2 separate regions of the Sus scrofa genome follow, and region 2 is linked to region 1. A link is a contact called in public HiChIP or PLAC-seq data. All regions are on one chromosome and are shown on one strand. The core of a region is the stretch at or near the end of the contact, and the rest is flanking DNA. Distances in the headings are between cores, read along the strand shown. Region 1 holds the start of CDCA3 (cell division cycle-associated protein 3). Region 2 holds the start of ING4 (inhibitor of growth protein 4).

Region 1 (3,625 bases), core at 40-2,539:
CCTCAGCTGACACTCCAGGTGGGAACTGGCCAAGGGCATCAGACACTCAACCTACTTCATCCAGATTGAGAATGAGGGAAAATAAGGCCTCAGAGGGAGGTGGCGGGGGTTGGGGGAGTAAGAGCTCTTCCAAAATCAGGTTAGGCAGAGGCCCAATAATTCAGTTTCGCGGCCTCCCCCGCCCTGGCCCAGGGTACCTGGATGGGAGTGCGTTGGATGCCGGCGCTGGGTGAACGGGGGTCCGCTACTCGAGCCAGAAGCTTGTTGTGCGGCGGAGGCCGCGCTGGAGTGACTGGGACGCTCTTGGCTGAGCCCATCTCAAGCAGGAGAAATAGGATGGGGCAGAGCCCGCCCCGGGCGAAGAGGGGATGCCTGTGAGAAGTGACTCAGGTCTTAGCCCTTACTGCGACCACGTTCGACTTTTGACCCCAGACCACCGGATCTTCCCCATTCCCCGCTGAGGAACAGTCTGGTAGCCAGGCCAGAGGTCCCTGCGGGGATAACGGCTGATAAAGCTGACAAGGCAGCGTCTCCGAGTCTGCTGGACCCTCTAACTTCTTCACTAATTTATTCAAATCACTTACCAGGCCCCAAATCCACCTTTGGGTGCAAAGCAGCTTGATCCTCAACTCCCGAAGCTGAGTTTCAAACTTCCCGCCACGCCCCTACCCTGAGCCTATTGGCTGAGCCGACGCAGGCTCCTATAGGTCCGCTATGTGAGGCCCGCCTCCAGGGAAGGAAGCCATTGGGTAGGGAGGACGTCTATCATAGAGACCGTGGGGCCGAGGGACCGCGGCTGGCCCAACCCAGGGGTGACGCCTCTTTGATAAGGGGACTTTTGTTCCTTATCGGGCTGCGAGTAGTCCGTAGTGAGATTTTGAGGAATGCCAGTCTTCGCTTTTGAGACCTCCAGTTTCAAAATCAAATGATTTTATTAAAAAATAGGATCAGGAATTATTACAGTTATAATCCAGTCGGAGACGGAGTTATGAAGATTTTTCTGAGGCCCTAAAGATAGTAATCCTTATTGGTCCGCAGAGTTAGCAATCACTCGGCACTAATCCCCAAACCCCGCCTCATTGGACAGCCCCCTTTCAAATACCAAGAATACTTGTCTGCTCGTCTATTTTCGAATTGGACAAATCCAAAAGAAGGTTTCTGGAATGGACGGGTTTAAACAACTGTCAGTTTCTGCTCTTCAAAAGAAGGCACGCAAAGTCCCAGAATCCCAGCAGCCAAAACTCCGGAGCCCACCTCGCTGCTCTACATGCGCTCTGCCCTTGGAGGTGTGGGATTGGCTCTTTCGACCAACGATTGCATTAGAAGCGCTTTTCATTGGCTTTAGTCGAGAGGCGGGCAGAGGGCGGAGCACTAGCCGGCAGGCTCCGTCCAACTGCCATTCTCGCGCGTCCTCCCTTCAGCGCATGCACCTAACGAGTAGTGCTCATTGGACGGAGGGGTAGGGGGTGGGGGACTAGAAGTGGGAGCCGCGGTGTGTGGAGGAGCTGCTGCCGGTGTCATGGCGGAGCTGAGTGAGGAGGCGCTGCTGTCAGTATTACCGACGATCCGGGTCCCCAAGGCTGGAGACCGGGTCCACAAAGACGAATGCGCCTTCTCCTTCGACACACCGGTAAGCCCATTCCCCACGCCCGCAGCGAGCACGACTTCCCCTCCATTGCCCTGGTCATTCTGCCGGGGCCTGCAAGGCTTGGACCACCGCCTCCCTGCGGTGCACCCTGGGACTTGTAGTCTCTCACGCTACTCTTGCCGTTGCTTTGGATTCGCGGGAGCTGTCGTGTGACTACTATCCCCGGAAGCCACCGCGCCCGCTTCATCCGCCCCCGGTCTCGGGGAGCACTGTGGGTATTGTAGTCCCTCACTCCCGTCATTGTCATTCTAAGCTAAAGGCGCCACCCGGTCGGCGGACTACATCTCCCACGTGGACTCCTGCGGAAAGCCTGGGAGTTGGCCTTGCCCGTCGCGCATGGCTCTCTGGATTTTGTAGTCTCGTTTAGGAGGGATGGGGCGACCCCCCGCTGTTTTGGGCCCGGGTTGGGGTATGAGGGGGGGGACTGCAGCTCCCAGGCGTCTGGTAGTTTAGAAGTGGCCATGAAGAAGGCTTGTTTTGAGAAAGGCCGAGTTAGAGAGCCTCCACCCATGGTTAATACGGACAGAGGGCGGGGAGGTGGGTCATTGGTGGTACGGAGGGGAGGAAAGAGGAGAGGAAAGCTCTAGTCGTTTCTCCTTGGAGGTGAATTATGGCCACGGCCCACCCCGCCCCTTTCCCCTGCCCATCACATAGAGCGGAGGGAACCCCTTTGAAAGTATTCCCAGAGAGATGGTTTCTTTCGTGGGAGATACTAAGGCCCCTTTCCCATCCTGCTCCCACTCTTGACTAGTTAGACAAAGCAGCCACCCACACCATGCTTTACGTTTTGCAGGCTCCACCCAGTACCTCCCTTCCTGCAGTTCTGCCTTCCTGTGTCACCCTTGGGCCGCCAGCTGGGTAGGAGTCCGATTGGGATCCGCCCCCCTCACCACCCCTCCCTCAAGCCGCTGCTGGGCCCTGCCCAGGGTGTTCAGCCAGACCAGCTCATGGCCTGGAAAACTGCAAGTCAGAGTGGAAAGGCTTCGTTAATACATCGCCAGTGCTGAGCAGAGCAGCGTGACCTAAGGCCCAGTTCAGGATCATCACTGTGATTTGTGGGTTGCTTGGTTTGCTGGGCTTTGATCTGGGCCTCAGACAATGTGCTGCTTCTCTGAAGTCTGGCTCTGGCAGAGCTAAAAGAGGACTGCTCAGAGCAGAGCTCCAGGGTTCCCAATCCTTGGTGGAATCAGCATCTTTTATTTCCAGCAGAGAAGTTTAATCACTGCATAGCTCCCACCCGCCTCCCAGTTTATCATGTGCATGGCCTGGTGAAGCACTGTCTTTCTCAGGAAGGAAAAGAGTTGTTTTTTTAATTAATTATCAACAGATGGTAGAAGTCTCCCTTCTTTCACTTACCTGCAGTGGCTCCCTCTTGACACTCCTGTCTCCCTAGTAATGGTTTGAATCATCCAAAGGAGGTTTCGTAATCTTTACACTTTCCTTCTCTCACCCCAAGTCAAGAGAGCTCCATTCGTTGGCTTTGCTGGCCAACTTCTGACATATTTGATTATCTTCAAATTGGGTTCTTGGTAGAAAGAGAGCTTATTTGACCTCCCTGATAAGAATGCTCAGTTTATTCATGAACGCTGTAATCCATGCTCTTCTAGGGAGTGGTACAGAGCAATCTGTGGGGCTGAGAACTGCCACACGGTGCCCTGTTTTCAGTTTCACAGCAGAGAATTTTTCAAGGCCACGGAGGCTTTTTCTTGTTTTTCTTTCTACGGCCACACCTGTGGCACATGGATGTTCCCAGGCTAGGGGTTGAATGGGAGCTGCAGCTGCGGTCTACACCACAGCCACAGCAACCCCAGCTCCGAGCCACCTCTGGGAACTACGCTGCAACTTGTGGCAACGCCAAGTCCTTAACCCACTGAGCGAGGCCAGGGATCGAGTGCATCCTCACAATGCTGAGCTCCCATGGGAATGCCAAGGCCACGGAGGCTTTCATTCCAGGAAGAAGAAGCCTGTTGCTTGGAT
Region 2 (3,384 bases), core at 868-3,367, 170 kb before region 1:
CTGCTTTAACTTATAACCTCAGGTCTTCAACACTGGCTTACTGAGATTAAGTCACCAATGACTTACCCAATCAAATGATCTATTATTAGTCCTATTCTAAAAAATATGTTTGCAGCTGTTCTCGCTCCAAGTAACTTTCTTCCTCTTGGGAGTCCAAATCCCATCATATACTTTCTGATAATTCCATCACACTTCCTTAGCCTGTCTCTTAAATATTAATTTTTTTTGAACTTGTACTTAATTCTCTAGTTTTCTCACTTGCTTTCCCTGAATGATACCCATCTCATTTACTCTTACATTCCTGTGCTTTAGGTTGCTACTCCTGAATTTCTTATCTTGTTGGTAATATAATGTCTACCTCATTTCCCAAACAGGAAATCGAGAAGTCGCCTTAGATTTTTCATTTTCTCTCAACCACTCAGTCATTCAGTCAGTCCTGTTATAGTTAATGCGCAAATACTCTGTCACTCTCTCGGATCGGATCCTTATCTCTGACCAGGGTTGTTACCACTAACCGATCTCTACATTACCAATGTTATTATGCTCTAAGTTATCATATATCAGTTATTTTCCTTTATTAAAAAATCACTATTCAGGAGTTCCCGTCGTGGTGCAGTGGTTAACGAATCCGACCAGGAACAATGAGTTTGCAGGTTCGATCCCTGGCCCCGCTCAGTGGGTTAAGGATCCAGCGTTGCCGTGAGCTGTGGCGTAGGTTGCAGACGCGGCTCAGATCCTGCGTTGCTGTGGCTGTGGCGGAGGCCGGTGGCTACAGCTCTAATCATATGGAACCCCCATATGCCATGGGTGAGGCCCTGGAAAAAGACCAAAACATAAATAAATAAATAATCACTATTCAGAAAATCTGTTGGTTCCTCACTAAACTGCAAGCTTCTTGGCTTGGCTTAAAAGACCTTGCACAACCTGGCCCCAGCCCCCTTCTCCAGTCTTATTTCCCAATCTTACAACTTAGGGTCCTGTATATCAAATACTTTGGCCTCACTTTTGCCTAACCTTGCCACAAACCCGTAACACCTTAGCTGCTGCTTTCCCCAACCTGCGATTCCCTCTCCAACTGGCAAATAAACACTCAGCCTTCAAGATTCTACTCAAACATCACATCCTCTACAAAGCTTTACCTACATCCCCAGGTAATTAGCTCTTTTTTTCTCCAGAGTTAGCAACTTTTAATATATTTCTATTATTTTACCTGTCTCACTGTTTTACAATTATTTATTAACAGAATCTGTGTCCTACTAGTCTATGACCACTTGACAGGGGTTGTGTTTTACTCATTCTTGTATATCTCCAGTACCTGCCATTATATCTGAGCCATAGCAGGACCTCAATAAAAGAATGAATGAATGACTCTCAACACCAAGGCAAATGTAAGCGCTTAGTGGATGACAGGCTCTGTGGAGGAGTGGTTTACACAAATGGCATCAACATAACGCCAGATTTCCACTGGATGGGAACGGGATCTTTACTCCAAGAGCAGACTTCCAGTTCATCATATGACAGTGGTCACTCGTTACCCTCCCATCCCCAGGAGAAGCCACTTCTGCGAAAAAACTGGGCGAAGGAGCCGCGAACAGGTCTTTGTCGCTGTTCCAAAAGGCAGTGGGCGATATACTAAAATGACTAATTTCCGAATGATTTTGAGGAAAACGTATATCCTGAGGCCGGAGACTCTGAAGATGGGGCAGCAGGGATCTTCCCGACTAGGCCCACCCGCCCTTCAAGAGACGTCCCCCAGCCCCACCGCGCAGCCCCTCCCCCGTCTACACCCCAGAGCGAGGCCTCGGCCCCGCTGCCCCGCCCCCTCCTTCTACACACCCTCCACTATTTCCTCTCATGCAACCCTTTACAATCGTGACCTTCTGACCACCCGGACTTCGGGGCCGTAGAGCTTCTCAGCTCCGACACCCCCACCCCCCTGTGACCCCTGACCCCCTCCTTCAGTCTGCTCTTACTGTCCAGATAATGTTCCAAATACATCCCCGCAGCCATCTTGAAGCAAAACAAAGCAACTTCCGCTCCGCCCCGGAAGTGACTGAAGGCGACAGGTCTCGAAGCTGTCCTTCTCGGCCTGGAGTCCTTCCGCCCTCACAAGGGGAACTTCCGGCCTCACTACAGCGCCCGTCTGGCCGCGTCCGCCGAGCGCCCGACCGCCGACCCTCGTCTTTTGCCGGCCGGCGTTGCTTGGGGCCGGCGGCGGCCGGGGGCGCCATTTTGCATTTTCACTTGCACTTCCTTTCCCTCCAGGCGGGGGACGTGCAGGCGTGAGGGCGAGGAAGCTTTTTTCATCAGGCTTTTAGTCCGCAAATAGCCCGTTTCAGCAGCCGGAGAATTTTTGTGTCTCTTGGGATGTGACCTGCGCAGGTGCCTTCTCCCAAGTCGCTAGTTTCTTAGGGAGTTAGGGAGGCGCCCCCGGCGGGGCAAGATTTAAACCCTCCGCACTTCTGTTGACTCGCTCAAACAGCAGCTCCCTAAGGTTATTTTTTAACGTGGAAACAACTCACTATCTATAACCTCTGAGCTACTCACACAATAAAGCTAGGACTCCACGTGTTATGTCAGGGTTCCTCACCTGTCACACTCCTCACTCGTAAAGTGACATAGTACTTCTGGCCTTGCCCCCCTGTTTTGGTCTCCCTTTTTATTCGGGTTTATAGGATGTTAACCAGCCCCATGATTCTGAAAGGATTGGGGCACGCAGCTGTCACAGTTGGGCCAGGTGGATGTCAGCTATCACCCTGGTCCGCTACGGCACAGCGACAGCTAATGCTTCTTCGTCAGGATGAAAAGCCACCAAGTGCATGACAGGCTGGCACCACACTTGGGAACCGGAACCGGAGTGTTAGTAAGACAGTGCTTTGGAGATCGCTGTCGCTCCCAATTCACACCTTCTTGATAATTAGCAATGTGAAGTGGCAGGTTGTCAAACACTTTCAGCCTCATCATTTAGATCAAATATATAAAAAAGAGGCAAGGTGAAATCCCAGACTTACTGCTGACCAGGTGGTAAGATAACAGCAATGAAATCTACAAGATTTCTCTCTTAAGTGCAAGCAGCAGGCCCTTGGGTAATTTAATCTGTGCGCATCTCTATAAAATGACTACCTCACACTACCTACCTCATTGGTTGTTACTCTGAGTGTGAGTGTAACCTTAAAAAGAGGAGATTGTTTGTAATACCTGCGATGAAGTTAGGGCTATCAGTGCCAATTTGACTGTTGGTGAGAACAAGGGTTAAAAGCAGTAAATATTCAGGAAGCTAACACTGCATGTTTGGTCACTTGTGATACATTCATTAGTGTCACACCACAGAGTGGGACCATCTTGGACGCCCACACAAGAGCCCAGGCCCTAAATTAAGAGGTA

Evidence for each region. HiChIP or PLAC-seq counts read pairs in DNA pulled down with a chosen protein or histone mark.
Region 2: a contact with region 1 is called in an H3K27ac HiChIP or PLAC-seq map of alveolar macrophages. The contact joins the promoter of ING4 here to the promoter of CDCA3 in region 1. A contact is called at or near these places in 2 of 5 promoter capture datasets (fetal liver and fetal skeletal muscle) and 1 of 2 datasets of contacts at active chromatin or transcription factors (alveolar macrophages).

Annotation. Positions count from the first base shown.
Region 1 is chr5:63,856,569-63,860,193 of Sscrofa11.1, reverse strand. It overlaps CDCA3 (cell division cycle-associated protein 3), which reads right to left and starts at 1,289. Exons shown (of 6, transcript XM_013987400.2): 1 at 585-1,289; 2 at 198-372. The coding sequence starts at 317. USP5 (ubiquitin carboxyl-terminal hydrolase 5) reads left to right here and starts at 1,359. Exons shown (of 20, transcript XM_001925784.6): 1 at 1,359-1,630. The coding sequence starts at 1,520.
Region 2 is chr5:64,026,522-64,029,905 of Sscrofa11.1, reverse strand. It overlaps ING4 (inhibitor of growth protein 4), which reads right to left and starts at 2,117. Exons shown (of 8, transcript XM_021092419.1): 1 at 1,974-2,117. The coding sequence starts at 2,010.